Linked DNA regions of Oryctolagus cuniculus: region 1 is linked to region 2. Evidence: chromatin contacts called from public Hi-C data. All regions are on one chromosome and are shown on one strand. Each heading gives the region's core, a stretch centred on a gene start, on an enhancer-like site or on the middle of the called end of the contact. The rest is flanking DNA. Distances are from core to core; before and after follow the strand shown.

Region 1 (5,341 bases), core at 396-2,895, 100 kb after region 2:
TCGCCTTTAGATCTCCACTTAAGTGTGCCCAGCTCAGTCGGGGAGGCCTTCTCTGACCACTCCTTTTTGTAAGAGAAACCTCTCAACTCCACTCAGTACTGTTTTCTTTCTTGCTTTTTCTTTGCATGTTTCACATGTAACATACTACTTAGGTTGTTCATTGGCTGACCCTGTGAGATACTTCTACTTCACTGAATAGAAAGATTTTTGTCTATTTCATTTCCTGCTGTCTTCTCAACGCCTAAAACAGTGTCTTGCACCTAGCTGGCGCACAACAAATGTGAAAAAAGAGATCGGTGGCCATCCCGGCAGACAGAGCCAGGAACTCTGTCTGAAGACCCAATGGGTATGGACTTTTATCTTCTTAGTGACGCGAGCGGACTTGGTTTAGGTAGTGAAATGTTGTGTGAAATGGTGCTGGGGAAACAGTTGAGTCTAGCGTGGGTGTGTATTTGCGTGTTGTATGTAGTTAGCATGCATTACAGCTGGTCAGGCTGGAGACAATGAGGCTTTGAACTAAGGCTTTGATGAGAGGTTTGTTTCAAGAGGCATTTCAGAAGAGATTTTAGTGACTAAACATGAAGTAAAGAAAAGGGAAGACTTTTCAAATGATTCTCAGATTTCTGGATTAAGCATCTGGAAGACGGAAGTTTGTATTATTAACCAAAATTGGGATTAGAAGAAATCAATTTGCAAAGATGATGAATTAAGTTCTGGACACATTAAGTTTCTCTTCCCTGTTTGAGGCCTCCCTGTGCTAGACAAGGCCTTTCTGACCACCGGATACCTTCTTTCTTACCCCATCTGTCATTGTTCCAACCAAACCCTCCACTCTGGTCTTCTTTCACTAAAGTTCTCTTTACTTTTCCTTGTTTTAGTGGCTTTGCTGACATTGTACTTCTATCTATAAACATCTTTCCGCCAAGCACTCGTATGTACCCACTCACTACCCAAACCTCAACTCAGAGACCCTCGCCTATTCAAGTCCGCCCACTTCTGAGCTTTTATTGCTGCAAAATTGTCACCCTGTCCTCCGCTCCTCACTTCCCTAAGATCCTCAAGGGTAGGGCCTGAACCTCCCAAACCCCCGAAAGCTCTTCGGGTCATTGGTCGGTCGCGGGTCTAAGCACAGCGAACTGAAAACAGGCGTGACCGAGATGAGCAGGGTAGCGGGGAACTGGAAGTCCCTTTTATCTTTTCACTGTAGTCTTCAGAACTGAATTCCTTGCAGAGTTCGGGGGTGCAGCAGCGACCCCTAGTGGGCAGCCGGGCCTCAGAGGGCAGTCTACAGGAAAAGAAGGCGGTGCCGTGTCAGGGGGCTCTGGGTGAGTCGCCAGAGACCTCCGCCCGCCACCGGGGGCGTAAAAGCCTACTGAAAACGTCCAGACCGCAGATAGACCCAAGTGGGGCTGCCTCTGCCCAGAGGGACCCTCCACCATTTAGTCACATCTCCCACCTAGCTTGATCCCCACCCCTCCACCCCCCACCCCCCAGTCTTCGCAATCGGAGCCATCTCCGGTCTACAAGACCCCGAAAGTGACAGATAGTTTAGTATTCAATACCCGCCCAAGGGCGGGGTAGGACAGGGTGGTGGCCATCTTTGTTAGGGGCGGAAGACTTCGATTACGGAGCGCGAGAGAGTTCACGACGGTCCCCAGGACTCGCGGACAAGCGCTGACGGCTCTAGGGATGGGGCGGAGTCCCGGCCACGGCGGGCGTTGGGCGGCTCGGGGAAGCGGGAATCGTTAAGCTTGTTACGAACCCGCTACCCGATGGCCCAGGCATCTCGCTCCAGTGGCCCCCTGCCTCCGCTCACGACCGCGTCCCCGCTGTGGGCACAGCCTGGGGGCGCTGGGGAGGAGCCCTGGGAGGGAAGACGCGCGGCTGCTCTCCGCCAGGAGGTTCGTGGCTGCCCTGGGCTACCAGTTGCCGGGAGCATCCCCTGCCTGGACCCCCGGCCCGGCGGAGCTCTGTGGCGGCCAACGCCCAAGGACGCGGGCGAGGACCATGAGGCTGGCTCTGCGGACTGGAGGCGGGAGCCCGCGGCTGGCGGCCCGATGCCTCCCGCGCTGCAGCGTCTCCGGGCCGTGTTGTTGCGGCTGCACCGCGAGCGGGAGCAGCTCCTCCAGGCCCGGGACTGCGCCCGCCACCTACAAGCGGCCGTGCGCCTCCTGCGGACCCTGTGTGCCTGCTCGCCATCCCCCGGCTCTGGCGCCTGGTCCCAGCTGTGCCGCGACCTGCGGCTGCACACTCCCCGAGGGGTGCACCAGCGAATCGGCCTTCGGGAGACTCCCGAGCCGCTCCTCCTAGCGCGCCCCATCGGACTAGCAGCCCAGCGCCTAGATGCCGCCATCGAGATGCAGCTTCGCGCTCTGGGTCGGGCGCCCGCCAGCCCGGGTCTGTCCTCCCAACTCGCCGAACTGCTGCAGTCACTTCCCACCTACCATGGGCTGCAGGGAAAAGCCATGAGCCACGTTCCCGGGGCAGCTCGCCCTTTTCCCCCAGCCCGTGTGCTCCGCCTCCTGGCGGAGGAGCGAGGTTGCCAGGTGGCAAGGCAGCTCAATGAGGCGCTCAGTGGATGCGGTTTAAAGGACCAGCTCCGCAGGCGGTGCCAGGAGGAACGGGAGCTGCTACCAGGGCTTCTGGGCCTGGTGGGGGGCATGGCGGGTGCCGCCGGCGGGGGACTGGGACTTGGAGGGGCTGGGGCCCTGTGGAGTCAATATTGGACCCTGCTGTGGGCAGCCGGTGCTCAGAGTCTGGACCTAAGTCTGGGACCCTGGAGAGACCCCGGTGCAGCGGCACGACAGCTGGGTCAGGCACTGGGTCAGGGTGAGTGCTGGGACTTGGTGGGCGTTTGGGTAGGCCCTTTGGAAAGAATAGGGTTCAGACCATCCCATTGGAGCTTCCAAGGCGAAGTCTTGAGTCTTGAGGGAAACCTCCCCTCCCACCCTACCCCTAACTGGGCAGGGATGTGGCACCCGAGGCTTTGTTTTCCGGCTCCAGAGTCATTTCTTCCCCCAGCGTCCCTGCCTCAGGAGTGTGAGAAGGAGCTGGCTTCCTTGTGTCACAGCCTACACCATCAGTCCCTTGTCTGGAGCTGGGACCAAGGTGAGAAGGGGCGCTGGAGGTGACACAGTCCCAGGTTGCTGCCCTCTCTCAGACTCCCCCCTCCATGCTCAGGTTTCTGCCAGGCCTTGGGATCAGCCGTCAGGGACCAGAACAGCCTCCCGGCATCCTCTCACACTATGCAGTTGTTGCAACAGCTCTTTCCTCCTCTCTTGGACGCCCTCCGAGAACCAGGGTCAGGACTGCTCTTCTGTCGGCCTCCAGGTGAGATGAGGGGCTGAGGAGAGCCCCCTTTCTCCTTCTCCGTTCTGAAGCCCGCCTCCTCCTCAAGGCGCCCGTGCTGCCTAAAGATGCTCACTCTGCTGCTCCCATCCGCAGGTCCTGCGCCCACGGCCCTGGGGCTCTGTACCCTGCAGACCACCTTGCTCTGGTTCTTGGGAAGGACTCAGCGGCACCTGGCAGCATGGGCCCCACGTTCCTTCCTGCTGCTGATCCAAAAGGACCTACCTGTGAGTGGGAGGGGAGTGGGCAGGAGAGCAGCCTGCACTGGCCCGAGCCCTCATACTCCGTCTCCACCCATAGCCTCTGCTGCGTGAGGCGGAGGCTCTGTCTAGGTTGGCCTCAGAGGAAAGCTCAGCTCTGGAGGTGGAGCAGCAGCTGAGTGTGGAGATCCAGATGTTGGCTGCGCAGATCCAGGTGAGAACAGGGGCCCCGACAGTAGCAGCACAAGGCCCTGATCTGTACCAAATCAGGTGGGAGGGGGAGAATGGAAGATCTCAGTGGCTTGGAAGCCCCTGAAGTCTGCTAGATTTATCTTTTCTTGCTGTATTCACTTTTTAAAAGGTTTGTTCATCTACTTGAAAGAAGTGTGAGTGAGAGAGAGAGAATCGGTCTTCCATCTGCTGGTTCACTCCCCCAGATGGCTGCAGCAGTCGGAGCTGGTCCAGGCTGAAGCCAGGAGCCTGGCACTCCAATACGGGCTGTCAGAACTGCAGGGGGCAGCCGAGCTCACTATGCCGCAGCCCTGGCCGTGCTGTGTTCACTTTTGTTCTATCTCCTTGACTCTTCCTAAGGGAGATTTCAAACACACTTAAATGTGGAGAGGAATATAATATTCCCATCACCAAGGCATTAATGACTCAACTCAGAGTCAATTTTGTTTCATCTGTGTATCCCCTTCCCTCTCCCCAGTGTCATACTCTTCATTTTGTGTTAGTAGCCACTGATGAATATTGCCGAGGTTCATTATTTTCTTAGAGGTTCTAAAGGGGAAGATTTATTTCTTTGAAGTGTCAAGTCATTATTTGACTTTTTTTTAATATTTAATGTATTTATTTGAAAGGCACAATTACAAAGAGAGAGGGAGAGACAGAGAGAGGTCTTCCATTTGCTAGTTCACTCCGCAAATGGCTGCAACAGCTGAACTGGGCTGATTTGAAGCTAGGAGCCAGGAGCTTCTTCTGGGTCTCCTATGTTGGTGCAGCAGCCCAAGCACTTGGGTTATCTTCTGCTTTCCCAGGCCATCAGCTGGGAGCTGGATCAGAATATTGGAAGAGAAGCCGGGTCACTGTACCCATATAGGATACCGGCGCCACAAGCAGAGGCTTAGCTTACTACCCCAGAGCTCCAGCCCCTCTTTTTATTTTATTTTTTTAAGATTTATTGGGCCAGCGCTGTGGCATAGTGGGTAAAGCTGCCACCTGCAGTGCTGCCATCCCATGTGGGCACCGGTTTGCAACCCAGATGCTCCACTTCCGATCCAGTTCTCTGCTGTGGCCTGGGAAAGCAGCAGAGGATGATCCAAGTCTTTGGACCCAAACACCCACGTGGGAGACCTGGAAGAAGCTCCTGGCTCCTGGCTTTGGATCAGCTCAGCTCTGCAATTGTGGCCATTTCGGGAATGAACCACTGGATGGAAGACCCCCCCCCCCCCCCCGCCTCTCTGTAGCTCTGCCTTTCAAATAAAAATAAATCTTAAAAAAATTTATTGGGCCCAGCACCATGACTCACTTGGTTAATCCTCCGCCTGCGGTGCCGGCATCCCATATGGGCACTGGGTTCTAGACCTGGTTGCTCCTCTTCCAGTCCAGCTCTCTGCTGTGGCCCAGGAGGGCAGTGGAGGATGGCCCAAGTCCTTGGGCCCTGCACCCACATGGGAGACCAGGAGGAAGTGCCTGACTCCTGGCTTCCGATCAGTGCAGTGCCGGCCATGGCGGCCATTGTGGGGTGAACCAACGGAAGGAAGGCCTTTCTCTCTGTCTCTCTCTGTCTGTAA
Region 2 (5,841 bases), core at 2,674-5,173:
GTTTTCTTTCTTTCTTTCTCTTTCAGTATTTTAAAGATGTTGTTCCCTGTCTTCTGGCCTTCCATTGTTTCTGATTGAAAGTCTCATTGTTTAAATAATTTTCCCCTGCATGTAAAGGATCATTTTTCTGGATGCTTTCAAGAAGTTTATATTTGTCTTTCAGCAGCTTAGCAATAACATGATTAGGCATGAATTTCTTCTATGTGTGGGGTTCACTGAACCTTTTGAATCTGAAAATGTATATCCTTAACCCAAGTTAAGAAATTTTTTGCCATTATTTCTACAAATATTTTTTTCTGCCTCATTCTTTCTCTTCTCTCCTTCTGGAACTCCCAATCACCCATATGTTGAACCTTGGGCTTTGTGGATTTTTGTTTGTTTTATTTTGCTTTGTTCAAATATTTTTCTCTCTCTTTTTCAGCTAATTTCTATGACTCTATCTTTAAGTCACTTACTCTTTCTTGTTTTGTTTTCATCCTGCTTTTAAGCCCATACAGTAAGCTTTTTTGTTCAGTTACTGTATTTTCCAATTCTAAAATTTCCATTTAGTTCTTTTCTCTAGTCTCCATTTCTCTGATGGAACAGCCTGTCTTTTCATTCATTATGAACACACTTTCTGTCCTTCTTGAGCACAATTCTAGGTATGTTTTTAAGATCCTTATCCAATAAATCCAGCATCTTAGGCATGTATCTGTATGTATTTTTCTTTGCGTCTGGACTGTCCCTGTGCACCAAAAACATTTAGTTTGTGTTTTGTGAACGATATGTTTTAGAGACTCTGGATTCTATTATGTTGCTCTCCAAAGTGTTGATTTTTCAGACAGCTTTGTTAGACTCCAACTGCAGCCTAGCGTGCCTGCAGTGAGCAGGGACTCCCATCTCAGTGCCAGTCTTCAAGCTAAACTGCAGGCAGCTTTCAGTTCCCCACTACGAGTGTAACGCAGGAGTCAGCCCAGTGTGGGGACCGGGTTTCAGCGCCTCATTTAGGGCGCTCTGCTCTGGCTGCTGTCATGGACTTCTTCTTCACTCTCTGCAAGTCCTGGCAAGGCCAGGGAGACGGAGGCTTTTCTATTCTATCAAAGTTTTAGCCACTCCCGCACTGCCATCCTCAGGGCAGAGCTAAAAATGAAGAACTCATTCTCTAATGGTCACTTACTCAGAGTTTCAAGTCTTCTCCCATAACTACTTTTGTTGAGTTTCTGGAGCCCTTAGATAGTTGGATTTTTTTTTTTTTTTTAAGTACCGCCTACAGTTTAAAGCTGTAATTCAAAGGAAGATGGGTTTGTTAGGGGCTAATCAGCCTAGAAATGCCTTTTTCACTCTGGATCACTTTGATTCTTTTTTTAAAAAACCCACATTTTCAACCTCCTGTTTACCCAGTAAGCTCAAACTCCCCACCATTCCTCTCTATATCATTAGGAGCTTGTGACTTAACAGAAATTCCTCTGATTAATCCACAGTTCTTCTCCTCACCCTCATCCCTAACATGCACAGACACACACCTCTGCTTCACTTGGCCAATGTCTTGCATTGCTGACTCCCCCCATGTGGACAGTCTGGCCATTTCTCTGTCTGAAACAATCCATCATTTTCCTAGCACTAGAGCATAGATAGTACAAGAACTGGTTGGGGCACGGCTGTATACATATTCAACGTCCAGAAACAGACGTATAGATGGGAATTTAATGCAGGATAAAGGGGCCATCTCAAATCACTAGGAAAAAGATAGACTTGTTCCAAAAGTGGTTCTGGGACAACTAATGGGCCAGAGATGTAAATGTAAAGAATTATATTAGAAAGTACTAGAAAGGGCCAGTGTTGTGGTGTGGCAGATTAAGCTGCCTCCTGCAACACCAGCACACCATATAGGCACCAGTTTGTGTCCTGGCTGCTCCACTTTTGATCCAGCTCTCTGCCTGGGAAAGCAGTGGAGAATGACCTGAGTGCTTGGGCCCTGCACCCATGTGGAAGCCTGGAGGAAGCTCCTGGCTCCTGGCTTCAGCCTGGCCCTGCCCTTTGAGGAGTAAGCCTGGCCCTGCAGCCATTTGAGGAGTAAGCCAGTAGATGGAAGATCTCTCTCTCTCCCCCTGTCTCTTTCTATAGCTCTGCCTTTCAAACAAATAAATAAATCTTTAAAAAAAAATACTAAAAAAACTGATTTCCTTCATCATCTCATATAGAAAAAGGTTTCTAACTATGACTCAAAATGCATGTGAAATAAACTTCATTTATTTAGCTATATAAAAAGTGAGAAACTTGGGCATGGTAAAAAGAACCACAAGCAACTGGCGCCACGGCTCACTAGGCTAATCCTCCGCCTTGCGGCACTGGCACATCGGGTTCTAGTCCCGGTCGGGATAAGTACCTGGCTCCTGCCATCGGATCAGCGCGGTGCACAGGCCGCGACAGCCATTGGAGGGTGAACCAACGGCAAAGGAAGACCTTTCTCTCTGTCTCTCTCTCTCTCTTACTGTCCACTCCGCCTGTCAAAAAATAAAAAAAAAAAAATAAAAAAACCACAAGCAGTGTCAAAAGACAACTGAAAAACTGGGAGAAGTATTTGCAATTCATACCATGGTGGGAAAAAATCCATAATATATATAGAATACTTTAAGATTGAGGGAGAAAAGACCAAAAACTCTGCAGAAAAAAATGGACAAAAGACCTGAACAGATAATTCAGAAAGGATTTTAAATGGTCCTTAAGCATGAAAACATGCTTAACGTCACTTGTAATTAGAGAAATTAGTTAGCACTATGGAGTCGGCACTGTAGCATAGCAGGTAAAGCCACCACTTGCTGTGCCAACATTCCATGTAGACCCTGGTTTGAGTCCCAGCTGCTCCACTTTTGATCTAGCTCCCTGCTAATATGCCTGGGAAAGCAGTGGAAGATGGTCCAAGTACTTGGGCCCCTGCACCAATATGGGAGACCTGGGTGGAGCTCCTGGCTCAAGGCTTTGAGTTGGCCCAGCTCTAGCCACTGCCATCATTTGGGGAGTGAACCAGCAGATGTTTAAGTACCTTCTATGTCTAGTGTTTTTCCAAGTCAGACTTTAGTATATCTCAGTCAGCGTGTCCAACATCTTTTGCATATGGGCTGCATTTTCTCCATAAATTAAAATACAGACAAAACATATTTTCTTACAGCTTGGACCACATATTTTATTGAAGAGGATATTTTCAGAAAGAAGAAAGGAAGGGAGGGAGGGAAAGACATGACACTGGTTTTACTGCCAAAATGTTCACATCCACAAAGACAGCTAGGAGGTGGCTTTGTAATCTTCCATCCTTTATCCTAAAGTATGATGCTTTAAAGTTGACTAAGTGCTTTCAGGTGTTGAATGTCATCGTTTTATACTCAAGTGAACCCTTAGCGCAAGGTTCCAACAACCACTGTGCTAGCACTGTGGATGCAGAAGTGGGTACGGTGCTACATCTGTGCCCACAGGCACACACTTTCCTAACCAGTCCCTTCTACATCTGCAGGATCTCCTCTCTGGCCTGGCCAGGGCAGGGCAAATCTTGCTGCTCAGTGCAGGATTGGATGTCAGAGAGTACATTTCTATTTTTTGTAAGAAACAAGTTTGTGGAATTTTATTACAGCAGTCCAGACGTACTTAAACAATGCCTAGCTTGTCAGTAATTATGCAAATCATCCACTGAGAACCACTTATATGTCACTCTTTAGTTAACAGGCAGATCTTTTTCTAACCCACCATAAGCGGTACTGGTTTGATTAGAGGCAGATGGGTGGGTAGCCTCTAACTATAGAAGTCCCTGGCTAGCCAACAAAGGCTGGAAAAGAGGCCTGGTACTGCAGGCTGCAGAGGTCAAAGAAGAGCCTCATGGCTTAAACCCTGCCTGTAGAGCTTCCAGATTTCCCTACCACCTGCCCCACTGCCTACCACTGCCACATCACAAGAAAGCCTGTGTGGGAGGGCTGGGCTGAGCTATGTGGGAACACACAGTTTCTCAATCCCTGAAAGAAGTATTTTTAAGACACTAATTCAACAGTTGTTGAGGAGCTAAGAGCTACAAAAAAAGAGAGCTAGCTCAACTCTGCCCCATTCTTGTGCACCTCCTGAGCAAAGCCAAAATCTTGCAATAACGGGACCCACCCTTCTACAGAGCATATAGTGTCCACGGTTGTTACAGGAGCATGCTTCTTTGGGGGCCTCACCCCTCAGGCCAGCAACTGATAGCCAGTCCTCCCTTCCTCTCTCTAACCTTTTTGCTATTCCTTCATGGTATCCCAGCACACCAAGTGTGTTCCCACCTCAAGACCTTTGAATTTGCTCATCCCTCTATGAAGAGCAATCTTGCCACAAATGTTTTCATGTCTGTGCTCCACCGTTACCTCCTTAGAGAATACTTCACTAACCAGCCAAGCTAAAGTATGTGTGCACATACACACACACACACACACATACCCTTTGTGCTTTCATTTCTTCATGGTATCTACTACGATCTGCAGTCATATCTTTTTATTGTCTGTTCTCTCACTAGCAAGTAAACTATCTTTTAAGATTTATTTTATTTATTTATTTGAAAGAATAACAGGGAGACAGATACAGAGAGATCTTCCATCTGCTGGTTTATTCCTCAAATACTTTCAACAACTGGGACTGGGCCAAGCCAAATCCAGGAGCTCAGAACTCCATCCAGGTCTCCCATGTGAATGGCAGGAACCCAAGCACTTGGGCCATAATCCAATGCCTTCTCAGGTGCATTAGCAGGAAGTTGGATCAGAAACATAGTAAGCAGGACCCAAATCAGCACATGATATGGACTGTGAGCACGCCAAGTAGTGACTTAGCCTGCTGCACCACAACACCTGCCCTTGGCTCTTTTCTTGATGACACCAAGCATTGCCTGATCATAAAAGGTGCTAAATTAATAATTACTTGAACAATAAATGCATGGAGGAATTACTGAAAAAGTGAATGAATTAATTAAAATAGCATTCTCACAGAGAACAGTTAAAATTCTCAGGGATATAAATTTTCTCCTACTCATTATAGTCCTAGAGATGTTTCAGCCCTCTGTGGATTGGGGCCCCAAGAAGATGGCTGCCACTGGGTCCATTCCTACACTTAGTTCTCTGCCCTGAGTCCACGTGGCCATGACCACCACCACCCTTGCCTGCCATCCTCTTTTCCCAGGGTCAGACATCACCTCTGCAAATGAGGTAGATGTGCTCAGGAAGACAAGCTAGATGGCCACAACCTGTGAGCTGTTGGAGATGATCCTCATTTGTGCTGATTGAAGGGCAGTGATTGAATGGCTGTGTGTAGTTGTTCCTGAGCAAGCTCCTCGTGCTCTCATTACTTACGCGAGTTGTTAACAGCCTCTGGCTACTGCTGTATTCAGAAAACAGACAGCTGTGATTAAACCGACCCAGGCGTGCTAAGATGCTAAGGCTCCATAGTCTCTGCAATAGTTATTGACATTTTGGGGTTCACAGAGCTCTTTTGAGAATCTGATAAAAAGCTGAAGGCCTAATCCCTTTCCCCCACTAACCTAAAATATATTTATGCACATACAGATGAATGTCATTTCAGAGGGTTCCCAAAACTCCTGAAACCCTCCCATGATGCCCAAGGACAGGATACATGCGAGTTGTTTGGAAAGGAAGAGGTCTGGCCTAGAGGAGGGGACTTTTATGGGAGTGGAGAAAATGTGCAGGAGTGGGCAGCAGTGCCGTTTTCCTGGGCCTCTAAGTCAGACACTTTACGTCAAGAGAGGAATCCGCCACTGTGTATGCACCTGTGTGTGTTACTGGCTGCTATTTTAAATATACTTCAATTTTGTGACTGTTTAGGGCTTATTTTTGAGGAGTC

The links. Hi-C and Micro-C count contacts between places; a contact is called where the count stands out from the background.
Region 1: a Hi-C map of embryonic fibroblasts shows a contact between it and region 2, with 7 times the contacts expected there. The contact joins the promoter of CCDC142 here to the enhancer-like site in region 2. A contact is called at or near these places in 3 of 6 Hi-C or Micro-C datasets (ear pinna, embryonic fibroblasts and skin fibroblasts).

What each region holds. Positions count from the first base shown.
Region 1 is chr2:128,466,201-128,471,541 of mOryCun1.1, forward strand. It overlaps CCDC142 (coiled-coil domain containing 142), which reads left to right and starts at 1,646. Exons shown (of 9, transcript XM_051837052.2): 1 at 1,646-2,829; 2 at 3,022-3,108; 3 at 3,181-3,330; 4 at 3,445-3,575; 5 at 3,649-3,762. The coding sequence starts at 1,773.
Region 2 is chr2:128,360,803-128,366,643 of mOryCun1.1, forward strand. All of the region lies in intron 4 of M1AP (meiosis 1 associated protein), which reads left to right. Among named protein-coding and RNA genes, the nearest start is that of M1AP, 42 kb to the left of the region's middle. Within about 2 kb of position 3,924, at least 1 of the 8 cell types and tissues checked has an H3K27ac peak or open chromatin away from gene starts, as enhancers often do.